Regions from separate parts of the Oryctolagus cuniculus genome. Here regions 1 and 2 are each linked to region 3. The links are chromatin contacts, called in public Micro-C maps. All regions are on one chromosome and are shown on one strand. The core of a region is the stretch at or near the end of the contact, and the rest is flanking DNA. Distances in the headings are between cores, read along the strand shown.

Evidence for each region. Hi-C and Micro-C count contacts between places; a contact is called where the count stands out from the background.
Region 1: a contact with region 3 is called in a Micro-C map of ear pinna, with 13 times the contacts expected there. The contact joins two enhancer-like sites. A contact is called at or near these places in 3 of 6 Hi-C or Micro-C datasets (ear pinna, psoas muscle and an unstated tissue).
Region 2: a contact with region 3 is called in a Micro-C map of ear pinna, with 4 times the contacts expected there. The contact joins the promoter of CAMK2G here to the enhancer-like site in region 3. A contact is called at or near these places in 2 of 6 Hi-C or Micro-C datasets (ear pinna and psoas muscle).

The regions. Positions count from the first base shown.
Region 1 is chr15:64,877,007-64,880,290 of mOryCun1.1, reverse strand. CAMK2G (calcium/calmodulin dependent protein kinase II gamma) reads left to right here. Exons shown (of 20, transcript NM_001099953.1): 6 at 714-786; 7 at 934-1,036; 8 at 1,473-1,556; 9 at 1,997-2,091; 10 at 2,739-2,861. Among named protein-coding and RNA genes, the nearest start is that of CAMK2G, 26 kb to the left of the region's middle. Within about 2 kb of position 2,005, at least 4 of the 8 cell types and tissues checked have an H3K27ac peak or open chromatin away from gene starts, as enhancers often do. A contact at or near this core is called in ear pinna, where this site is marked.
Region 2 is chr15:64,903,419-64,906,365 of mOryCun1.1, reverse strand. CAMK2G (calcium/calmodulin dependent protein kinase II gamma) reads left to right here and starts at 1,574. Exons shown (of 20, transcript NM_001099953.1): 1 at 1,574-1,679. The coding sequence starts at 1,615.
Region 3 is chr15:64,975,305-64,978,202 of mOryCun1.1, reverse strand. No RefSeq gene overlaps it. Among named protein-coding and RNA genes, the nearest start is that of PLAU, 33 kb to the right of the region's middle. Within about 2 kb of position 1,577, at least 3 of the 8 cell types and tissues checked have an H3K27ac peak or open chromatin away from gene starts, as enhancers often do. A contact at or near this core is called in ear pinna, where this site is marked.

The sequences.
Region 1 (3,284 bases), core at 756-3,255, 98 kb after region 3:
TGATATATATTTCAAAATAAGGAAAATGAAAGATTTTAAATAGTTTCACCAGAAGGAACGTGAGGTGATGGATATACAAAGTAAGCTGATTTAATCACTGCTGTGTGTACATGGATTGGAACATTACATTGTACTCCTTAAATATATACAATTCTTTTAATGAAAAATAAAATGAAGGGGTGGGTGCTTGAATTATTAGTTAAGATACTACTTGGGACACGCACATCCCAAATCAGAGTGCCTGGGTTTGAGTCCTGGCTTTGCTCCTAATTCCAGCTTCTGCTAATGTAGATCCTAGGAGGCAGTGGTGATGTATCTGGGTCCCTGCCGCCCACATAGGAAACCAGATTGAGCTCCAGACTCTTGGCTTTGGCCTGGTCCAGCCCTGGCTGTTGCAAAGATTTAGGGAGTGTTCCAGTGGGTAAGAGAGCTCTGTCTCTCTGTCCCTGTCTCTCTCTCCCTCCCTCCCTCCCTCCTCTTTCTCTCTCTGCGTTTTTCTGTTTCTAAAATAAATAAACTTTTTAAAATAAAATAAAACAAAACAGATTTTCAAGGTATGTTGAACTAGATGAGGTCAAAGTCCTAGCTCGTCATTCAGTGATTCTCTGTGAACCTGGGACCCACCGTTCCCCATGCGATTAGTCTGCAGCGTGTAGATGTGGATGAGGTGGTTTAACCATGCACTGACATTTATTTTCCTTCTGCTCTTTTAGCCACTGTATACACCAGATTCTGGAGAGTGTTAACCACATTCACCAGCATGACATTGTACACAGGGACCTGAAGGTACAACCCAGGCTCCGCATCCCTTGCCTCCAGCTTGTGATATGTTGGCGCCACCTGGTGCCAGATCTTGGTACTGCGTGGGCCCAAACTAGGCTCCTTCTGGGCTACAGGGTGGCTGCCTCATAAGATTTTCTGTTCCTTCTGCAGCCTGAGAACTTGCTGCTGGCGAGTAAATGCAAGGGTGCCGCCGTCAAGCTGGCTGACTTTGGCCTCGCCATCGAAGTACAGGGAGAGCAGCAGGCTTGGTTTGGTAAGGGTGACCCTGTCTTCCCGGAATGCAACCCCCGCCCTTCCTCCTCTTCCTGATCTGCCTTCCTCTTTCAGAACCAGAAGCCAGACCCTAAATGGTCTTGGCCTCCTTGGAGACTGGAGGAGGGTGGGAGGGCACAGAGACTGCGCCTGGCCCTACGTGACTCAGTATGGCGAGTCCAGCTGTTGTCAGCACTACGTTCTTGCGAGCTCTGGGGAGGAGTTAGGAGTTCCTGGTAGGCATGTAGACTTGCCCTCTGGCTTAGATTCCAGGCACTTGCAAGAAGCCCAGCCTGCCATTTCTTGCAGTCTGTGTGCTAGAAGCTTACATAGCAAAAATAGCAGGAATGAGAAGGGACTTAGGGGGAATTGCTGATGTGGATCTACTGAGAAAAAAAGGGGGGTTCACTGTGCCTCTACCTTCTTTTCTACTACAGGTTTTGCTGGCACCCCAGGTTACTTGTCCCCTGAGGTCTTGAGGAAAGATCCGTATGGAAAACCTGTGGATATCTGGGCTTGCGGTAAGCCCACTCCATGCCACCCGCTTTCCTATGTTAAGGGCCCTCGACTTCCAGTGATGGCGAGAAAGAGGCGTCACGCTTCCTTGCCATGGTGCCTGGTGTATGTGAAATCACGGTGTTTGCTCTGATCCCCTGGGATGGCTGTTCCCATCACACTCCCCCTCCCCGTACTTCCTGGATTACGTCCTCTGCTTCTTGGAGAGGGATTTGCCCACGCCTTGGATGGGTTGTGCCTAAAGAAGTCCCTGATGTGACTTTGGTGACGTGAGGAGTGAGGTGTAGCAGGAGGGGCTAGCGGCACAGCAGTATTGGCTGGCACCCACTTCCAACTCTGGTTTGGCCCTTGCCTTTCTGGGTGGCTCTGAGCCCTGCATGGCTTTTCTTGGTTCCTCAGGGAAGTAGGTGACTGACCCCCGTGACCTGTGTGTTCTGTCTCGCAGGGGTCATCCTGTATATCCTCCTGGTGGGATACCCTCCCTTCTGGGATGAGGATCAGCACAAGCTGTATCAGCAGATCAAGGCTGGAGCCTATGATGTAAGGACCGGTTTGCTGGAGAGCCGAGCAACCAGGCCGGGCTGGGCAGATTTCTGCCCCTCGGGCTCTGTCCAAGGAAGGGGGTGTGTTCAGTGTGTCACGTGACACAGGGGGCTGTCAGGGGACTTTGAGGACCCAGGGACGGGCATACAGGGCTCAATTCTTGCCACCCCACTTCACAGGGAACAACTCACTTTTTTGGGCAGCCTTCTTGGTAGCTATAAAATTAAGAAGCCCAGTGAAGCACTTTGATCCTTATTTACAAGGAGTGGAGAGGCCGCCTGGAGTGTGACACAGGGAGGCGACATCCAGAGGCTCCCACCACTGCAGTGGTACCCGGACACAGCACTGAACCTCTGTTTCCTCCTAAGTAGAGAGATGGGCTTGAACCCGAGGATGCCGGAGTCCCCTTCCGGCTCTGCTGTCATGTGCTGGCATCCTAACCATGATTGTTCTGTCTTTTTTCCCAGTCTCTAAGCTGACACAGGTTCTGGGGTACTCTCAGGGCTTCTCCGGCTCTCTGCTGAGTAGCTCTGGGTACCACAGACAATCCCAACTGTAGTATTTGGGATGAAGACAGAGCCTGCGTTCGGGGGTGTGAGGCTCACACGTTTCAAATCACTCCTCCCCCTGTTCCTGCTTCGTAGTTCCCATCGCCAGAATGGGATACGGTGACTCCTGAAGCCAAGAACTTGATCAACCAGATGTTGACCATAAACCCGGCAAAGCGCATCACGGCTGACCAGGCTCTCAAGCACCCATGGGTCTGCGTAAGTGTCTTCACCTGGGGCCGAAGAGTTCTGTGGTGTCAGTCCTCCACGGGTCTTAGGTAAACCACGACCCCCGTCCTTTCTGCCTGCAGGGAATCAATCTAGGCCATGAGTCGGGACCCAGCAGGAGGGAGAGGGCCTGGGAGGGGCCCAAGGTCCACACATATCAAGGGGGGAGGGGCACGGGGAGGCTAACAGATCTTTACCTGTTTCTTGCGCACTCACTGTCGTCAGGCTGTGATTTGGTTCCGTTACTATGTGAGGGCTTGGGCTGACGGTTGCAGACTGCAGTAGTGGATGATGGAAAGCAGTTGACAAAACCCAAAGTGGGTGCCAAGCTCAGGGCACACTCCGAGCCAGCTCTTACACAGCTCTAATGGAGCTGTTACCAAGACCTGACAGATAAACACAGGGGCCTCGGAG
Region 2 (2,947 bases), core at 325-2,824, 72 kb after region 3:
AAAGGAGGGAGCCAGCCCTGAGAGCTTTGCTCCACCCACCCCTCTGGGAGGCAGCTCGGAGGGCTGGGGCGCCTCTCAGCTGCCTCCTCCAGGCAGAGCGAGCCTGCAGACAATGGAGGCCTGCCTCCCAGTGGGCGTCCTGCTGTAATCAAGGCTGAGCTGCTGCAGTTGGCTGAGCGCCATCCTGCCCAGTAGGGGCTGGCACTGGACTTGGGGTACAGCTCTCTCAGGCAGGGTAGAAAACTTTCCAGCCTATTTCTCCTCCATTGAGAATTATGTGTCTCTGTCCCACCAACCTGTCCTCGTAGGGACAGAAGAAGGGGTGATAACTCCCTTTAACATTCTGCAAATATTTACTGAGTCTGGGGCTGAGTATATGGTGGTGAACAAAGGAGGCAGAGGCCTTGCCCTATTGGAACCTATAATTTAGTGAGAAGGCAAATATTAAACAAATTATAACAGCAAACAGTTCTATTTAGGTACCAGGTACTATTCTAAGTGCTTTATGTGGTTTAGCTCATTTAATGCTCACAATGCTATGAGGTAGATACTTATTATTATTTCTAATTTCAGATAAGGTAACTGAGGCAGACAAAAATTAAGTAACTTGCCCAAGTTCACACAACTGGCCACTGAGTTGCCAGTCTGAGCCTGGTGGTCTAATCTGAGTTCCCTCTTGAGATAAATATGCTGTAGTTCTACTTGTCTCTCACACCAGAAAATCCACCCTGCCACACAAGTGCAGGGTGCTCTGCAAGAAAATGGGGATGTTTTCTCCATCTTTCCATTTGCTTTTGTAGTGCCCAAGCACGGAGCCTTTTGAAAGCATTACCGCACCATCCCTTTCATTCACTGGCCTGAAAGAGCACATTCTCTCATCTCTAAGATCCAGCACAGGAAGGCACAGCTCCACCTGTATCCTTGTCCCTGGCCTGGTCGCTCTGATCCAACGGCACCTGATGCGAGTTCTCCTAATAATGGCCCTGGTGCTTGCCCAAGTCTAGACTGTCAGCTCCACGACCTCAGGCTGCTAGCAGCTGGCTCTGCACCAGCTGGGCTGTGACTCGGGCTGCTTGACCTTGGCACGCCTTGCACTCGAAGTGAGCCCTGGGTGGGGATGGGGGGAGACTTGGGACCCCGCCTGGGGGGGGGGGCCTCTCCGGAGAGCTGGATGGTCCAGACCCTTCCACCACTCCTAACACGTACACCCTTGCACACACATTCCCAAGCCCTTGCAGGGTGGGCTCCGGGACGAGTCTACTGGTCGCAAACCTCTGTCCGCTCTGGCGGGTGCCCTGGAGCTGGGACCCCTCCTCCAGGTTCTCTAGCACGCCTGGCCCAGCCCGGGCGGCTCCCGGGCAGGGCGGGGCCAGTGGCGGGAGGCCCCACCCCGGGGGCGGTCCGGGGGCCGGGCGGGGGGGGGGCCGGCGAGGCTGGGGGCGGGGCGGGCGGGCGGGCGCGGGGGTGTCCCTCCCTCCCTCGCTCTCCCCGGTAAAGTCTCGCGGTGCTGCCGGGCTCAGCCCCGTCTCCTCCTCTTGCTCCCTCGGCCGGGCGGCGGTGACTGTGCACCGACGTCGGCGCGGGCTGCACCGCCGCGTCCGCCCGCCCGCCAGCATGGCCACCACCGCCACCTGCACCCGCTTCACCGACGACTACCAGCTCTTCGAGGAGCTCGGCAAGTACGGCCCGCCCGCCGCCGCCCGCCGCGGCCCCCCACCCTGCCCCCGCCGCCCGGGCGCTATGCGGCTCCTCGCCCCGCCCCCGGCCCTGCACTGGCCGCTGCAGCGCCCCCTCGGCCCGCCCCACCCCCAGCCTTTCCCGCCTGCTGCCTCCGGAACCCCCGCGACCCCCACTTCATGCCCCGCAGCCCCCTTTGCGCCCCGCAGCAGCTGCGCGGGCTGCTGCACTCCGCTCTGCCGCGGGGACTGCAGCCCCCCAAACAGCTCCTGGGCGCCCTCCAGCCCCGCCCCTCCCTCACCCTTGCCCCGACCCCTCCTGCTCGCCGCCCCCTCCCCACCCTGCTCCGGAGCTCACTGTGCACCCTGTCCCCACGTCCCACGCGCCTGGCACTCAGGACCCTCCCCAGCCCTGCAGCTTCAGACCCGCTGCGGTGCCTGGGAGTGGGGGGGATGTTTGGTGGCCGGCCCCGCCCCCCCGCTAGTGCCGCTTCCAGGATCCCAACCCCGCTGCTGGGCAGCGCTGCAGCACCCCCGGCCCCTCCCCCCACCCCTGCAGTGGTCCCAGGAGCCGCGCGCCGCAGCCGCAGCATCCCCCTCCCCTTCGCACTGAGCTGGCCGCTGCTGCAGCCCCGGCCCCCCCACCCCCACCCGCGGCGCCGAGCCCGGCCACTGCAGCCCCCGCCCTGCCCGCCCCCCAGACGTTTCTAGAGCCCGGGAGTGCGAGCTCCCATTTGGGGGGACGTAGAGGAAAATATCATGGGGAAAGGGCGCTGTTGATGTCAGACTCACAACTGTGTCCTCTCTTTTCCTTTGCTGTCAGTTGAGCTGGGATGCAGTGGGATGAAGCCGTGTGTGTGTGTGTGTGTGTGTGAGCGCGCGCGTATGTGTGCGCGCGTGGAGGGGGATTGAGCCTCACTTTCCCCATGGCTAAGAGGGATTTTTCTCTCAGAAGATTGATTATATCCTGTTTTTGACCTCTCCTTCCCCTACCTTCAACTCTTCCTGCTGAGAAGGACAGGGTCTCTGTGTTTCCTTCTCTCCCCTGGTTGTGTTACCCAGGACCCAGGGTTATCAGTGAGATGCAGCAGGTGTGTGTTTTAAGCATCGCCCACTAGCTCCTGATGTGCAGCCCAAAGCTAAGGCTGCTGTCTTGCCGGGGGCCTCCATCAGGGGTGGGAGCAGGGTGGTACTCCAACCACGTCTGTGCAGTGTCACGAGGTGGTCACGGCTCGGTGTGTGAGTGTGGCTAGAGGTCTGGTGGGGGGAGC
Region 3 (2,898 bases), core at 328-2,827:
TTAACTCTGCGGCTCTTCCTAAGAGGCTCTGGATAACGCACAAAATGAGAGAAAGCACAAACTCTTGGGAGACTGCTACCACTGGCAACCCAAGAGCCCAAAACTTCACAGAGTCATTTCAGGCATATGAAAAGAAACTGCTTTTCTATTTGCAATAATGGATGAGGATCAGAGTGAAAGGGGGGAAAGCAAGGTGTAACATAAACTGATTTACTCGTGATGGCTAAAACCTCTGTCCATTTGAAGTGAGCCTTCACCAGACCTAAAAGCGTCTATTTTTCCAATAACCTGATACAAGCTTCGGTCAAGGCACCAGCCATAGCAGCTGCACTAAGCTGTGAGCTCTCATGGGTTATTTTTAACCTTGAAAGCTCCCTGGGACCCACTTGGTCACCAGTATGCTCAGGGAAGGGCTTGGGGGCCTGAATCCAACCATGTATACCCCCCAGGGATAAATGCCACATGGACAACGAGGAAGGATTTTTATTAAATGGCTGATTAAGATTTCTTCATGTCCTCAGAATAAGGTTCTTTAGTAAAAACTGGATCAGAGAGCTCAGCTTTAGGCAGGAGGCCTTAGCAAGAATTCCTGTTCCCTCTCTCTGAATCTGAGAGTTCATGACCCAGCCAGCTGCACGCAGGAGGATGGCTTCCCAGCTTGGAGAGGCCAGGCCCTTTATGGTCACCATATGGAGTGAGGAAGCCAAAGAGACAAAAGTGAGTCATTAATTCCAGCTATGGAACAATTCTCTCAGTGTGCTTGCCTCAGACCTGAACTTGCTTCACCTCTTCAGCACCACTATCACAACAACTTCTTAGGCCCCTGGCCTGGCATGATCAACCTTGAGGCTAAACGGAGTTTGTCTTCTTTGAGTCCCTTCTGACCCCATGCTGCCCACAAGGTCATCTCACTTAGCTTCTCCTGTCCCAGCCAGGGTTCTGGGTCCCACTCCACCCACGGTTGCCTTTCACCACCAGCCCAGCAGAGGCCGCCAGAGTGATGCAGATGAAGCCAGAATTGGCGAGAGAGGCTCCTACAGGGCCCAGGGGCTGGTGTAATATCCTATCGTTTGGAAGCTCTCAGTACAAGCATCCATCTAGGACAGGCACTCTAAGTCTCCAGCTTGGACCTCTCCTTACCGTTCTCCGAAATGCAGACAGAGCCAAGCTACTTCCACTTTAATTATTTTAAAAAATGTAACTGATTCCATTTTTTACAGCTCCATATATATATGGGTATATATATATTTATATATATTTAGTAACAAAACAAAGTTGCTATAACTCTGGTGTATTTCAAATGTTTATAGTTAGCAAATTAAAGCTATGACACCCCTACACACATACACACAAAGAGTCACATACACAAACATCTGTGTGTGTATAATGCAACATTATGGAGCATTTCACACGCTTTGAGAAAATAATACAAAATGTAGGAATGGTAGTGATATTAAGTTTGGAATATATGTTTTCTGCTGATACTACTGAGTGAGGCTGAGTACAGCTCTGTGATATGTGCGTAACCCCACACACTTAAGGCTTATCGTTGAGGCTCTACATAAATATGAATACTACCTAATCCACTGCCCGTTCTTCACCCCCTCCTCCCACAGTGTGGGTCACCATGAGAGAAGTGTGGAGTGGAGAATAAGGGGTGGAACAAAAGTTACTGGACACCTTCATGCAGCTCCTAACCTGCCGCCACAGAGGAGAAGCCTGGGCTGGCTTGAGGCATAACACTGGACAGTAAGAAGGAAGCTTCTCTGCTGCCCAGCTGCTCCCCAAAATTAGCATCCATCAAAAAATTCTCTTCACTGGCTCATTATCCACTCTCTTTAGGCCCCAGCGCCTTTTCCTGTGTTTGTATTGTTCTTGTCAGAGCAGGAAGTCTTCCTGGAAATCTTCCAGAAATTGGACATCCTCTTGCTAACCCAAGGGACATTGGTCACAAGCATGCACTGTGCCGCACCCCCACCCCCGCTCTTGGCCCCCTCGACTCTTGACCAAGGCCAGAACAACAGGAAGTCATATTCCCTCCTGGTGAGCATCAGCCCTGAGCCTTTCTCCCTCCACAGTAACACCAAGATCAACAACTTCTCGTCATAGAAAACAACAAGGTAGAAATATTTTTTAAAAGGATTTACTTTAGAGGCCAGCACTGCAGCATAGTGGATAAAGCCGCTGCCTGCGGCACCAGCAACCCATTTGGGCACCAGTTCTAGTCCTGGCTATTCCACTTCCGATCCAGCTCTGTGCTATGGCCTGAGAAAGCAGTAGAAGATGGCTCAAGTCCTTGGGCCCTTGAACCTGCATGGGAGACCTGGAAAAGCTCCAGGCTCCTGGCTTTGGATCGGCGCAGCTCCAGCCATTGAGACCATCTGGGGAATGAACCAACGGATGGAAGACCTCTCTCTCTCTCTTTGCCTCTACCTCTCTGTCACTCTGCTTTTCAAATAAATTATTTATTTGAGAGAGAGGCAGAGACAAAGATCTTCAGTCAACTGGTTCACTCCCCAAATGGCTGTGACAGTCAGTCTGGGCCAGGCTGAAGCCAAGAGCCAGGAACTCAATCCAGGTCTCCCATGTGGCTGCAGGGGTCCAAGGACTTGAGCCATCTTCTGCTGCTCTCCTAGGTGCATTAGCAGGGATCTGGATTGGAAACAGAGCAGCCAGTACTCAAACTGGAGCTCTGATATGGGATCCAGCATCATAGGTGGTGGCTTAACCCACTGAGCACCAATGCTGGCCCAGAAAAAAGAATTTTTAGAGGAAATGATTAAAATGCAGAACACCGGTTAAAAAATGACAATTACTTACATTTTCACAATGTTGCTTTTCTGTGGGTTCCTTTCATTCACTCATGTGCACATGAGGTTCAGCACTGAAACTCCCCAA